3 separate regions of the Gossypium hirsutum genome follow, and regions 1 and 2 are each linked to region 3. A link is a contact called in public Hi-C data. All regions are on one chromosome and are shown on one strand. Each heading gives the region's core, a stretch centred on a gene start, on an enhancer-like site or on the middle of the called end of the contact. The rest is flanking DNA. Distances are from core to core; before and after follow the strand shown.

The links. Hi-C and Micro-C count contacts between places; a contact is called where the count stands out from the background.
Region 1: a contact with region 3 is called in a Hi-C map of leaf, with 2.4 times the contacts expected there. The contact joins the promoter of LOC107930097 here to the promoter of LOC107929455 in region 3. A contact is called at or near these places in 3 of 34 Hi-C or Micro-C datasets (all in leaf).
Region 2: a Hi-C map of leaf shows a contact between it and region 3, with 1.8 times the contacts expected there. The contact joins the enhancer-like site here to the promoter of LOC107929455 in region 3. A contact is called at or near these places in 2 of 34 Hi-C or Micro-C datasets (callus and leaf).

Annotation. Positions count from the first base shown.
Region 1 is chrA08:109,364,189-109,368,690 of Gossypium_hirsutum_v2.1, forward strand. It overlaps LOC107930097, which reads right to left and starts at 2,149. Exons shown (of 5, transcript XM_016861659.2): 1 at 978-2,149; 2 at 486-683; 3 at 252-403. The coding sequence starts at 1,799. LOC107930096 (rop guanine nucleotide exchange factor 14) reads right to left here. Exons shown (of 8, transcript XM_041074382.1): 4 at 4,125-4,279; 5 at 3,964-4,038; 6 at 3,603-3,872; 7 at 2,973-3,317; 8 at 2,392-2,849. The coding sequence ends at 2,508.
Region 2 is chrA08:109,447,258-109,451,526 of Gossypium_hirsutum_v2.1, forward strand. No RefSeq gene overlaps it. Among protein-coding and RNA genes, the nearest start is that of LOC107930084, 4.4 kb to the left of the region's middle. Within about 2 kb of position 2,449, at least 9 of the 9 cell types and tissues checked have an H3K27ac peak or open chromatin away from gene starts, as enhancers often do. A contact at or near this core is called in leaf, where this site is marked.
Region 3 is chrA08:110,331,936-110,336,091 of Gossypium_hirsutum_v2.1, forward strand. It overlaps LOC107929455, which reads right to left and starts at 1,295. Exons shown (of 7, transcript XM_016860882.2): 1 at 961-1,295; 2 at 808-870; 3 at 558-712; 4 at 323-448. The coding sequence starts at 1,200.

The DNA of each region.
Region 1 (4,502 bases), core at 899-3,398, 970 kb before region 3:
GATGAAAATTTAAAGAGATCAATTAAATACTCTACCTGAACTAGCCTGAGCTAATTGGTATGTAGTGTTTGATTAACTTTTCCTGAATATATAATATCTCCCCGACATGATTTTAGATTCACTCAGATAACAGAAACACTTGAAAACTAATAATTTGTCAAAGGTAATGCCAAAAAAGTTAATCAAATGGAAAATACAGCTTAGTTAACGGTTTAGCATCTAATGGATAGCAGAGGAAAGTAAATACTTACTGCACAGCCTCATCATTCTTAAGTTTAGGTGACTTGTACACTTTCACAGGAAGTGATTCCACAACTTCGTTAGGTGCAGGAACAGAACCAATTGGAGACACGGACGGTCGCGAAGATAAAACCATAGACTGCTGGTGAATTTCATCCAGGACCTAGTTCAAACATGTAAAATGTTACTCCAAGAGAAAGGACAATCACCCAGAGAAGGAAATAATAACAACAAATAAAAATCACCTCAAATAAAGCCTCAGCTAACATAACGATTCTGGATACACTAGACCTAGCACCAGTGGTGTCATCATTTGAACTAGAATCTCGATTATTTACACGACATGTGCATCGACCACTTCTATGTTGGCCAGATAAAATGCAGGATCTTTCATGCCCTGAAAAGTTCTCAAAACGGCTTCCTAGCCGTTGAAGAGCTCGAACCTGGAGCAACTCATAGGTCAGTAACTAAACAGACAATAACCTGCATTCGCTCAGATGGATAACTTTCAAAGAACCTATAGCAGAAAGTAATACATGCAGGCCAAACCTAAAGAAGAAGCAGGCATAAATATAGAAATAAAGCATTAGAACAGTCCTAAACCTAAATATTTGTTCTGATTCTAATTGTTAATGAAAAAAGTAGAGTTACTATCAACGTTGTTCAGTAACCACCAGTCATTAAATTAAATTAATAAGCGTGGAGAATAAGGCGATGGGTGCAACAAGATTATAAACCTGAGATCGTATTCTTCTCCGCCTTTCAAGGAAATTGGATCTATGGTGAAGCAAATCATGATACCGGGCTTCTCTGGATCGAGAAGTTTCAATTTCATCGTGGGAAATAACGGAGGAATCATGAGTGGAAGCAGTGGTGGATGGAGAGGTAGCTAATTGCTGCTGAGTAATTTGTATGTCCTGCTGCAAAGGGCAGAATGTGGGAGCTCTACCAAGAACACGATCACGAAGCCTTCCAACACTTAAGGCTCTGCTAAAACGAGCGTTGCTTTCGAGAGTCTCTCCACTTCCATCTGAATCATTGAAGATAATCGGAGAACAAGAATTGCGGGGAGGTTGTTGAGGTTCAAGTGTCTCAGAATCGTCATCAGGGTTCAACATCTCCGCGGAGGACCGCATACTATTAGCTCTGCTGAACCGGAAGCTCAAATTACCAGGAAGGAAGCTAATGCCGGAGAGGCAGCGAGAAGGAGAGCGACGAGCAGCTGTCACAGCTGCACCAGAGGTGCTACCACCGGAAGATATGCATGGGGTTGGCAATGGCAATTGCATTTCATCATTAGATGCCGCTTCGCCTTCAACCTTTCTGTTACTTTCTCTTTTCACCAGATCCGATTCCGACGCAGGTTGTTTCCGGTGATCAAAGTGGGGTTTAGGAGAAGCAGATCTAGATAACGCTCCCAGACAAGAGGACCGGAAAACTCTATTCTTACCCTTGGATCTTCCCCTCCGCCAACCGCTGTTAGACGAGGAAGCAGCAGGTGCAGTGTCTCTTCCGCCTACTCCTACTCTACAACAACCCTTGCTCCCACCAGATCCCATCTGAGTGGTTTCACTTAAGTTTCACCCTGAACCCAACAAGAAAAAAAGGGAAAACCAGCGCCGATGACGTAATTGGCATTTGGAAGTTGTGCTTGGAAGGCACTCCAACCTTATTATTTAGGGGGCGGAGTGATTAAAAGTGATGTATTACTAACTCATGTCTTCAGATCTCAACGATGGTTACGTCTTGAAAACAGTGTTTCTTTGAGGTGAAAATGCCTTTTTTGATTAATGCCGCCTCCTCTGCCTCTTCTTGGGGCTTATTTTCGTTTTTATTCCCTTTTTCTTTTTATTATTAATTTTAAATCCCATCTCTGCTCTGCTTTGCACAGGCGCATGTGGATTGCGGATCCACAAGCAACAGCCTCAGACCACGGATGACTTTAGTGTACCAACAATACAACTGCTCCACACCAGGTCCGGTTCACTTACTCTTTCTAGGACCAATACTGGTGAAATTCCAATCATTACCATATTAAAAATATAAAACGGGCCCAATCCATCCAATATTGAATTAATTGGGCCTAAACAGACCCAATAAGTTGATATAAACAGTAGACACATTTGGAATCCATATGTAAGTTACCGGTGATACTATCAAGTATATGATTCTTTTATGGATATTATTAATTAATTAAGCTTAATAATGATATACAAAAGCAGTGTTGAAAATCAAACTTCCATCATCTTGTTTATTTTTTTTTATTATCAAGGAGACACTCCTATACTACTACATGCCTCTTTCCCAATACACCAAACTCGACGGCTCCTACTTGTACTTGGTGTTGCATTTATACTTGCATCACTGTACAACTCCACGTCCGTATCGGATTCGCAGTACTTCCCCTCTACTTTGTTCATAACATCACTGAGTGAGTGAGAGTGCCTTGGATTTCCCACATTTATTCCAGGAAAGCACCATGTTGCCACCCCTGAATTTGGGTTACACAAACTATCTTCTTGTAGAATTTCTCCCATCCTGCACATTATGCTGAAAGCCAAGTTCTTTAGGACTCGTGAATATGCTTCCAGAATGGAATGTCCAACATCCTGTGCACCAATTCAAAGTGTAATTCATCGCCATTATTAATATACTACAATATAATATTGATTCAATAGTGAAAGATACAATGCAGAATAAAATAAGCTTCACTTTAAACACCAACTACTTACCTTGCCATATTGAATTTTTGAAGCATCAAGAAATGTTTGAGGAAGGTTTGGGTATGCACTCTTTATCTGACGTAAAAGTGCTTCAGCACGGTCCACTAGGAGCTCCATCTTATCCATTTCAGATATAGGATTAATAAAAGACCATGATTTTCGCACTGGCGATTTACCACTAGCTTGTTCTGTAAGTCTCCCTTTCCATGCAAATACAGCAGCTTCCAACCTATTAATGACCTCGAGAGCATTGTTTTCAGACTTTAAATTTAGCGAAATGAACATTTCATCAACCGAGCTGGACTCCAGAGTCAAAACCTTGTACAGGTCGTCACCAAGGCTTGCCTTCCCAGACTGTAAACATAAGGAAAGAGATTGAGTTGCCATAAATGCAATACAAACATCTTGTAAAACTTTAACCCGGAATTTACTCTCATCATTCAAATTTATCAGATACTATAAGATTTTAAAGTAGATTAACGTCAGCTGGTTCCAACTAAAATATCCAGATTCCATTTCTATATTTCCTTTTTAAACATGTAGAGTAACATTTTAGTACTAAAATACATATCATCATAAAAACTATTAAAGGGTCCAATATTTAAAGTCCAATGCCCTGGAGGCAGTGAGCTTGCTCACCTTGGGAAGAGCATCCCTAATAATGGATGGAAGAGGTATTTCAAGCAAAACATTTTCATTAATCGATGCTGCAGCCTTGAATACTTGATATACCACCTTGCCTTTACATTGCAACTTCTGCCTTTCGGTATCTGAGAGCCCAGTTTTTGGTACTTGTGGCAATGGAAGCCACCACCTCTTGCTCTCCCTAGCACTCTTGTTTCTTCCTTCTGCCCGGCTTCCAACTTCTGCATAATAAAACTGAGCATTCACCATTGACTCCAGAGTTTCCTGACAATTTTACAAAATTTAATATGGTAAATGTGGGCGATGTGTTCATTAGAGTATACAAGTTATTAGGAAGAGTAAAGAGATTGCCTACAATAAGCATAGAGTCCAACTTCTGAAGTGCTGGGAGATTCATGTGAATGTCCGCACGGGCTTTTGGTGTCATTATCTGCCCAAAATAGAATTGACATAAATCTCATGACATTGCAAAATGGTCATTGTTAATTTAATAGGGACCCAACAACGCAAGAGTACCTCCATAGTCCTGCCATTTGCACCATTTTGCTTAGCAGGCACTAACTCCACCATATAGTTGGTAGGAGAGAGTAACCAGTCCATTTCTCTTCGCCATTTATTTTTCCTTTCTTCAGCTAGTGGCTCCAATTTCCACAACTCCCCAAAAATTGATGCTGCACATTCAAATTTGCATAAATTATAAGTTGAAGACTAATGAAAGAAGACAATCCTATGATATCATGAGAACACAATGAACTTCGTGAAATGTACATGCTTTTTTTGTGCTTTGCAAGTTGTGGCTCTTCCTCATCATGCATGCTTCCCATTGATGGAAGACAGAATGAATAAAGTACAACATGAAATGCTATGATTTTCTTATTTAAACATGTTTTACCA
Region 2 (4,269 bases), core at 1,199-3,698, 880 kb before region 3:
TAATACATTAACCGAATTTTTTTTCTATCTTTTATTTTCCCACAATTGATAGAAAATGAAAAAAAATTTGAAATAAAAGAAAAACAGAAAGAGAATATATATAGATATATATCCACTGGTGAGCTTGTTTGGAAAAAAAAAATCACTTTCTATCAATGGAGTTGAAAAATGAAAATTAAAAAGAAATACTTAATCATATAAATATGCACACTTAATTTACATTTCTCTCCTTTCCTTTTTTTGTTTTTTTACTTTTCAATTTAAAATGATTTGCTTAAATCTCTAGGATGGAAAATATCATCCTTACTATTTTCTTTCTTCTCATTTTTCTTTTCTACCAAAGAGACACAAGTTATATTTTCTTTTCACTTTTCAACCCTCCTCTTTCTAGCCTTCTACTTTTCCACTCTACCAAACACACTTGGGGAGAAACACATCAAAAAAACACAAACATTATATTGAAAATTTGACACCAAAATGATGATTAGATAAAGAGACAGATATGTTCATTTGACAAATTTGGCAGCAACTGCATTGCCCTTCAGACATCGATTGACTTCATTGACAAAAGACTCTACTAGTGGATATCAACAGATGGGAAATAAAAGATAACACAATATGTCAATGTATAAACCAAGTAGGAACTATAGACCTGATGATAAGTCTAGAGAGAAGGTTCTTACAAACAATATAAACCTAGCACAAAAAAAGAAAATCAAAGACAGATCAACCAAGAAAAAAGGGATTTGGGGTTATTAATGCTCTTGCCAAAGATGTTCTCACATAGTGGAGACTATACAAAGAGTGCAAACAAGAAAATTGTTGCCATGAGGAATCACACAATCAGCACTTCAACTAGAAAAGACAAAGCTAATCCTCAATGAATTATTTCTACCATAATGCAACTTCGGAAGTCAATAAAATTATAACGGTATTATGAACACAGGACAAAACAGCACCAAAAATAGAAGGATAGCCACACATGCAGTCCAGTGCTGCAATCAATCAAATCTCAGATGCTGATTAAAAAGTGAGCATGCAAATTAAACAAAATTCAGGATGTCTCAATATCTTACAAAGGAACCTCTGAGCCTTTAAATGAATTATAAACAACAAACCAGATGCAGCAAATTAGGATCCAGAAATAAATAAATATAGACAGATGTTTGAAAACGAGGAAGGAGTCGATGATAGACATCAGTTTAGACCCTACACGGACTAAATATGTTAACAAGAAACACAATAAAGAAACTTAATTATCTCTTTTGGGCTAGAAAGTTGAAACTAATTTATCAAATACTGAATGAATATCTAGATTTACACTGACAACTGAGATTTATCCCCCCAAAAGGCTCCTAAGGATACCGTAAGTTGAAACAAAAAAGAAGATAGAACTTAGAATCTATCTTTACGCTGACAGAACGTCCAATAATCAAATAAACAAAATATTAGAACTTGTTAAAACAAGGACTAAACTTCTTTATTCTACTCATACAGTGGAATAACACGATTTATAAAGTTATGGGATTTAATTGTATCTCTTGTACGAAGCATTTGAGAAGTACGAAAACTACCCAACACATAAGATTAAGATATCACAAAAAATGTTTGCACAACTAACATTACGGTGTTACTATCCAATCAAAATCAATCATTACAAACATTAGATTGAATAGTTATCTTAAATCAAACCAACTACTAAAATAAATCTGCAGTGAACTCATAGGAGGTTACTCTTAATTAACAAGAAATAGGAATTGACTAATTCCAATGTATATTATCATAGTAATTCCTAGATTTAAACAAAACATTTACAATGAAGTAATGCATTTATTTTACTACAACAACGCCATAATTTTTTTAAACTAAGTGAAGTTTGAGCAATTAACAATTTTGTAAATCCCTTTTCTTCTTGACGTTTGAATCGTCGAAAGAAAGATAACCAAAAAAAAACAATTTATATATTTAAAACAAAAAAAAATCCCAAATCTAATGATTCAGAAGCAAATCTGTAGTTTCCATAATAATAAAACAAATCAATAGTCATAATAATTTTTTTTTTAAAAAAGCTACCAAAAACAAGCAAGAAGGAAAATAAAATCCCAACCTGAGATCTGAATCATAAGCCTAAAAGTGAACAAAAAGGAAAGATCCACGCAACCTTCACCGCGGTCTCCGATTCAGTTGATGCAAGGCGGGATCCGATTCGCGCTTCCTCCAATCACGCCCAGCCATCTGGCTTAAATCAAAATCAAAATCAATCCAATATTAAGGGACAGCTAATTAGTTCCCGACCTGCACCAAGCGAATTAGAGACCGCCGGTAACTGAATCAATCTCCAGCCCCTTTTCCCTTCACCGAAATGGTTGGTTTTGGGAAAAGGGCTCCTCCTTACCATCTATAACTATTACTATTTCTATAACCCTATCGCTGAGCTTGATCTTCCCTTATTTGCCCGTTATTTATAATCACAACAGACCAGTTCCTTCTCTCCACGTGTCCAACACAGTCACTCCTGTTTTGTGAGCAAACAAGAGAAAAAAGTCCACCGTCTCCACTGCAAACTTGAAAAGCACAAAGCATGTGATTTTTTTTAAAGTTCCTTATTTCAAATGTTTTCGAATTTAAATAACACTACTAAACATGGAATTTACTTACATTTATTATTTAAAGCTTAAGATTTTAAAAGTAAATTGGTAGTTGAATCTGATTAACTGATATTACTAAGCACCGCTGGTGTTGAGGATTAATTAAATTATCCAACTTTTTTCACTTTTTTTAAATTTTAAGTAACAGAATATTTATTTGTTTGAGGAAATGGACTGAAAAAGAAAAACTTAAATAGTATTTGGTAAAATAGTTAATTTTTAATGAAAAGAACAGTGACGAAGTGACTGTTAAAAGAGGCGTAGATTGGATTGGAGTGAGATAAAAGAGATGCCATTGATACAGTAAGAGCACGTGCGAGTAGTTTACAGATGCAACGTGGAGTATTTGTGTGGTAAAGATAAAGGAAATTTGAAAAATAAAATGACCTCGGTTTTTTGCGATCCGTGTCTTTGCTGTTCAATTTATTCTTCTTCTTTCCAATAACATAATGACACGTGTTACTTACTTTTTTTCTAATTAATATATTTGCTTAATTTCATACAGTCTTTTTACTTTATAAAAAAAATTGGTTTATAAATTTTAGTTAAATCATTAATTTTGGTTTGTTGATGTTGTTAAAACTAATGAGATAACAATAAACAAGTAATAAAAGTATAACATATATCTACATCAAGAAATAAAAATTACATAGGCTCTTCCTATTAATGCCTGCTCATAATAAAATAAAGATTTCAAAACATTACCAAAAGAAAAATCTTACACAAAATTCTTTGAAATCAATTTATAATAATGCAAAATTTCAATTTTCAATCATTTTTAACAAAATTTCAATTTTTCCAAAAGTTTTTTTTAAACGATAAAAAATCTTTTGTAAATAAAAAAATTTATTATAAATTCAAAAATATTGAAAATATTGTTTTTGTGTATGCATTTACAAATTTTACTAAAATTATTTTTTTGCCTTATATAGAGCGATGGTTAAAAAATTTTCTAAATATTCGTTTGACACATGTTCAAACCATGTCACCTTAACCCCATCTCCAATATTGTATTAAATTCTTTTAATTTTTTTAAATTGTAAAACAAAATTCTGGATAGACCTGTACTTTTCTGAAAAATCAAACTTTTTCAACTAATATTCTCCATCATATTTTGAAAAGGAATTTTAATGAAAAAAATAATTGGCTGTCAATTTTCCAATAAACTACAAATTTTAGAAAATTTAAATACTTAATTTAATCAAAAGAATATTTGAAAAATGTCGAATTTTAGGAAAAAAACTGTAAAATTATTTAAATAAATAGTATTTTTAATATATATGAATTTATATAAAATATTTTAAAAAAATGATATTTAATAATAAAATAAAAGAAATTAAGATTATAGTGTATTCAAATAATAGGATAATGTTAGTACTTGAAGAAAAAACTCATGGATTATATTAACATTGTATCAAATGTAAGATTTAGGTAATAAAAATGAGAATACAAAGTTTTAGAGTACAATGGAATAGCTCCATGAATTTTGAGATTAATATCTCTTAGTTAATATTGAAGTAATTAAATGAATAAATTGTATAATAAAAATAATATAGTAAAATGTGTTTTTAGATAATTTTATATTTTATAAATTAAACAGTAAAATTTTACATTTTAACCA
Region 3 (4,156 bases), core at 45-2,544:
ATATATTTTGCCCTTGTTATAAGATGGTTAGTTTTAACATTCCTTAAAAAGATGTAGCTTGAGCTTCCTCATGTGAGTAAGCCAGTTTCATTGCTCAGTACAACAATAAAATTCATTTGCACAGCGTGACCATGGAAAAAAACAATCAAATAGCTTATTTCAGCAATAGAAATCAAATCAAATCAAATCAAATCGAACTGTCTGCTTTTTTCCATAATAGATCATATCTTCTTTGGTTTACTAGCCAAGATTGTGCGGTAGTGCATGCAGGTATATTCAATTTACCATTGGTTAATATGCAGAAGCTACTATTGATACATACCGTGGAGCGTTTTTAAGAACTTCAAACTCTTCCTCTGTTGGTAAAGAACGTCCAAAAACATCTTTAGGTCTTGATTTCCGTTTCTCTTGAGTAGTAGCACCTCCACCGGGCAAAGATTCCGGCTGCCTGCAAGATGAAGCTAATAAATTGAGAAAGCCATTTCACAAATATGAAAATTAGCTTAAAATAAAACAAGGAAAACACATGAAAAGTTTTATATTCAAATCAAAATTACATTGCTGTGGAAGGCACATCGGTAGAATGATCATCGGATACGTTGTTATGATCAGTTTTTTTCCTCTCATCAGCAATCTCGGCCGCTTTGGCACTTTCAGCATTATAACCAGGCGGACGAACATACATAAAGCTAACAGCTTTCATCATCTCCACCTAGGAATTCAATAAGGGTTTTCGGGTAATTTAGTCCCCAAAAGAATGAAGATAGAAATCAAGGGAAACCACTTAGATAGGATCATATTCAAAACCTTTTCCTTCTCTTTTTTGGAAATTAGAGCCGTCTGGCGAAAGAATTCTTGCTCTTGGGCATACTGCATCAAAGCATAAGATAGAATGCTTAGTGCTAGGGCAAGTGAGAGAGAGAGAGAGTAGTAGAATAATAAATAAAAAGAAAGACCAACCTCGCGAGCGACTTCATCGGCACGGCGCACGCGCTGGGCATGGGTCTGCTCAGCGATCCATTTGCGGCGTTGGTTAGGGTAGGAGAGGGGATGCCATGGTTTCTGGTTGAGATAGGAATGGCTCCAAGCGGTGCCGGCTTTTGTCTTGTAGTCAACTTCGGCGGAAGAGCCAGGCTTGTTGTCATCGGGGAACTTCTTTCTCAGCCTTATTCCTCCCCCCTCCTCTCCGATTCCATCCATCCTATCACTCGCGATTTTCTTCTTTCAATAAAATTTTCTTTGTATTACCAAAATAGGAGTATCAGATTTCGTCGTCCTCTTCTACTCCCATTCCCAAATTTTCTAATATCTAGTGCCAGATTCGGGACTTGGGATTGCCGGATCGGGCTGGCCCACCCAGTCTTTATGGGCCTATCGATTTTATGATTGTCCACTCTTCCCTTCTAATTATCAAATCAAGCCTGCTGTAGTTTTTCAAGCGTTCAATATTTATAGGTTAATGGGCCTTCAATTTTTTTCAAAAAATTTTAATTAAGGTCTTTCAATCAGCAACGATAATGTGGTCATTAATAGGCACCCACGTCATCACCATTTACCGACGTGGTAGTGACACATCATCACTAGTCGCTAACATGTCGGTTCCATCTCATCACTAAAGGCACATCATCACTAAAGGTTGATGTTGATGTGATAGTGAAAAAAATTCTTAAAATTATTTTTTAAGATTAATTTACAATGAATTTGGACAAACAATTCTTTAGATTTATTTTGGAATTATAAAAAATAAAAAATTATAAAAAATGGAAATTTATAATATTTATTATAAATTAATTAAAAACCATAAATTTTATAAAATTTATAAAAAAAATTTATTAAAAATCATAAAAATTAATAATGTATATTTTATAAAAAAATGGTTAGAAATTAACTATAAACCATAAAAACTATTAAAATAAATTAAATATTTTATAAAATTTTATAAAAAAATATTTTTCTCATTTGTATTAAAGTATAGCTATTGATCATTAATTAAAAAAAAACCATTGATGATTAACAAGGCCTAACATTTTTGAAGAACTTTTAATAGTTTACAAGAGAAAAAAAATATATCAATGTTTGATATACTTGGAAATAAGTTATACTAGTGAAATAATTTAATATAAATGAGCAAATAATTTTTGTAAAACTTTATGAAAATAAATTATTTTTCTAAAATTTTATGTTTTAATTAATTTCTAACAATTTTATAAATATTTTTTTCTAATTTTTTGTGATTTTTAATAACTTATTTTTAAAAAATTATTTTTAATTAATTTCTAATAATTATTATAAATTTTAATATTTTTTTGTAATTTTATCATTTTTTATGTTTTTTATAATTCTAAAAAGAATCTAGACAGATAAGATGTCTATTTTCAAATGAACTTGAACAACCGTATGTCTAGATTCATCATGTATTATTTAAAATAATTTTAAAATGTTCTAATTTTTTTTTTTGCTAATGTGGCACTATCACATCAACGATCAGTGGTGATGTGGTATTGTCATGTCAGCAAACGGTGCTGATGTGACGTCTGCTGACGATCACGTCAAAAGACTTATTTAGCAAATTTTGTTAGTTCAGAGGTTCAATTGAATGCAAAAAAATCATAGGGGCTTAATTAATTTTTTTTGAAAAAGTGCAAGAGTCAAAAATGTCATTATGCGTATTGTTACCATTAATAGTTTTTTTAATTCTTTTTATAATTTAATATATACCTCAAATTTTAATTAATTCATAAAATTTGAAATTTCTACTAATTTTTATGAGTTTTGTATGTTGCAATACATTTAAGGTGGAATAAGTCAAGTTTTGTCTCGATTCAACATTATTGATTTAAGGGATTTGGTACAATTGATCTGGCCTAATCCTTAAGATATGTTCCTTCAAATGGATTAATCTTCATTGATGATGTGAATGATTCCACAATATCAGCATAGTCCAAAGATTTTATTTTAATAAATTGCCAACATCAAATATAGCAAGTAACACTTTGTCACTGTGGTGATAGAAGTAGACACTTCCAGTGGCACATAATCAGCCACTTCAAAACTTGCTTCAACAATTAATGAAAACGTAAAAATATCAAAACCCAAATAGAACACATTAAATTAAGGAGGGTAATAGAGCGGAATAAGAGAAAATATTGTCAAATCTATCACTGTTATATTATTTACATGATTTTTCGTGCCCTAGCCCTACTTTGCTATGGTGAATGTTTTAAGCCGTGTATGAAATTATATGAAAACGATAGATTTGATCTTTGGATAATGCATGCATTTGAAAATAATTTTATGTAGTGAGTTTGCATGTATATTAATGGTATTGTGGTAAGATATATGTTAAGCTATTGAATGACATAATTTGAATATGATTTTGGTTGAATTTGGAATGTTAAATATAAATGTTAAACTATGTTTGTATAGTTGATGAATACTTAAGTTGTTATGATTATCAAAGTGTCCTTTTCATGTGGAATAGCTTAAATGCTCATGTGGTTGGTTAAATGTATGTGTTGGCATGTGTTTAAGTTGGTTTTGTGCAGGTTTAAATGGCCAAATATGCACAATTTGAGCAATGGTTTGGCTTGGCCCAAATTACGTACCAAATGATCATATTTTACAAAAAATAGAGTCCTCGTCGCGACATGAAATTCTTCTCGTTGCAACGTTGAATGATAGTTTGTGACGTATCAACGTCAAGCGGTCCAACATCGTGATATAACTCACTGTCTCAATGACGTCACGACGTGAGATTGACTTGTCACAACATGGAGTCCCAATTTTCAAAAGATTACGGTTTGGATCTAGTTCATACTCAGGTCATCAATAGATTTGTAAGCTTGATTTAGTCTCGATTTCTATTTAAATGATATCATATGATTACGATTGAGATACGAATAATTATTGCTTAATTTATTTACATGTTTTCAGTTTCGATTACTGTAGTAACATGTCATAACTTGGTTCCGATGACCGAACTGGGTAAAGAATGTTACAAATAGAGCGGGGCAAGAGAGAATATTGTCAAATTTATCAATGTTGTATTATTTACATGATTTGTTGTGCCCTAGCCCTACTTTGTTGTGTATGTTAAAACTCGAAGATCGTTAAGGGCACCTTTCTAACATCCATAACCACTTGCCATTTGTCGCAT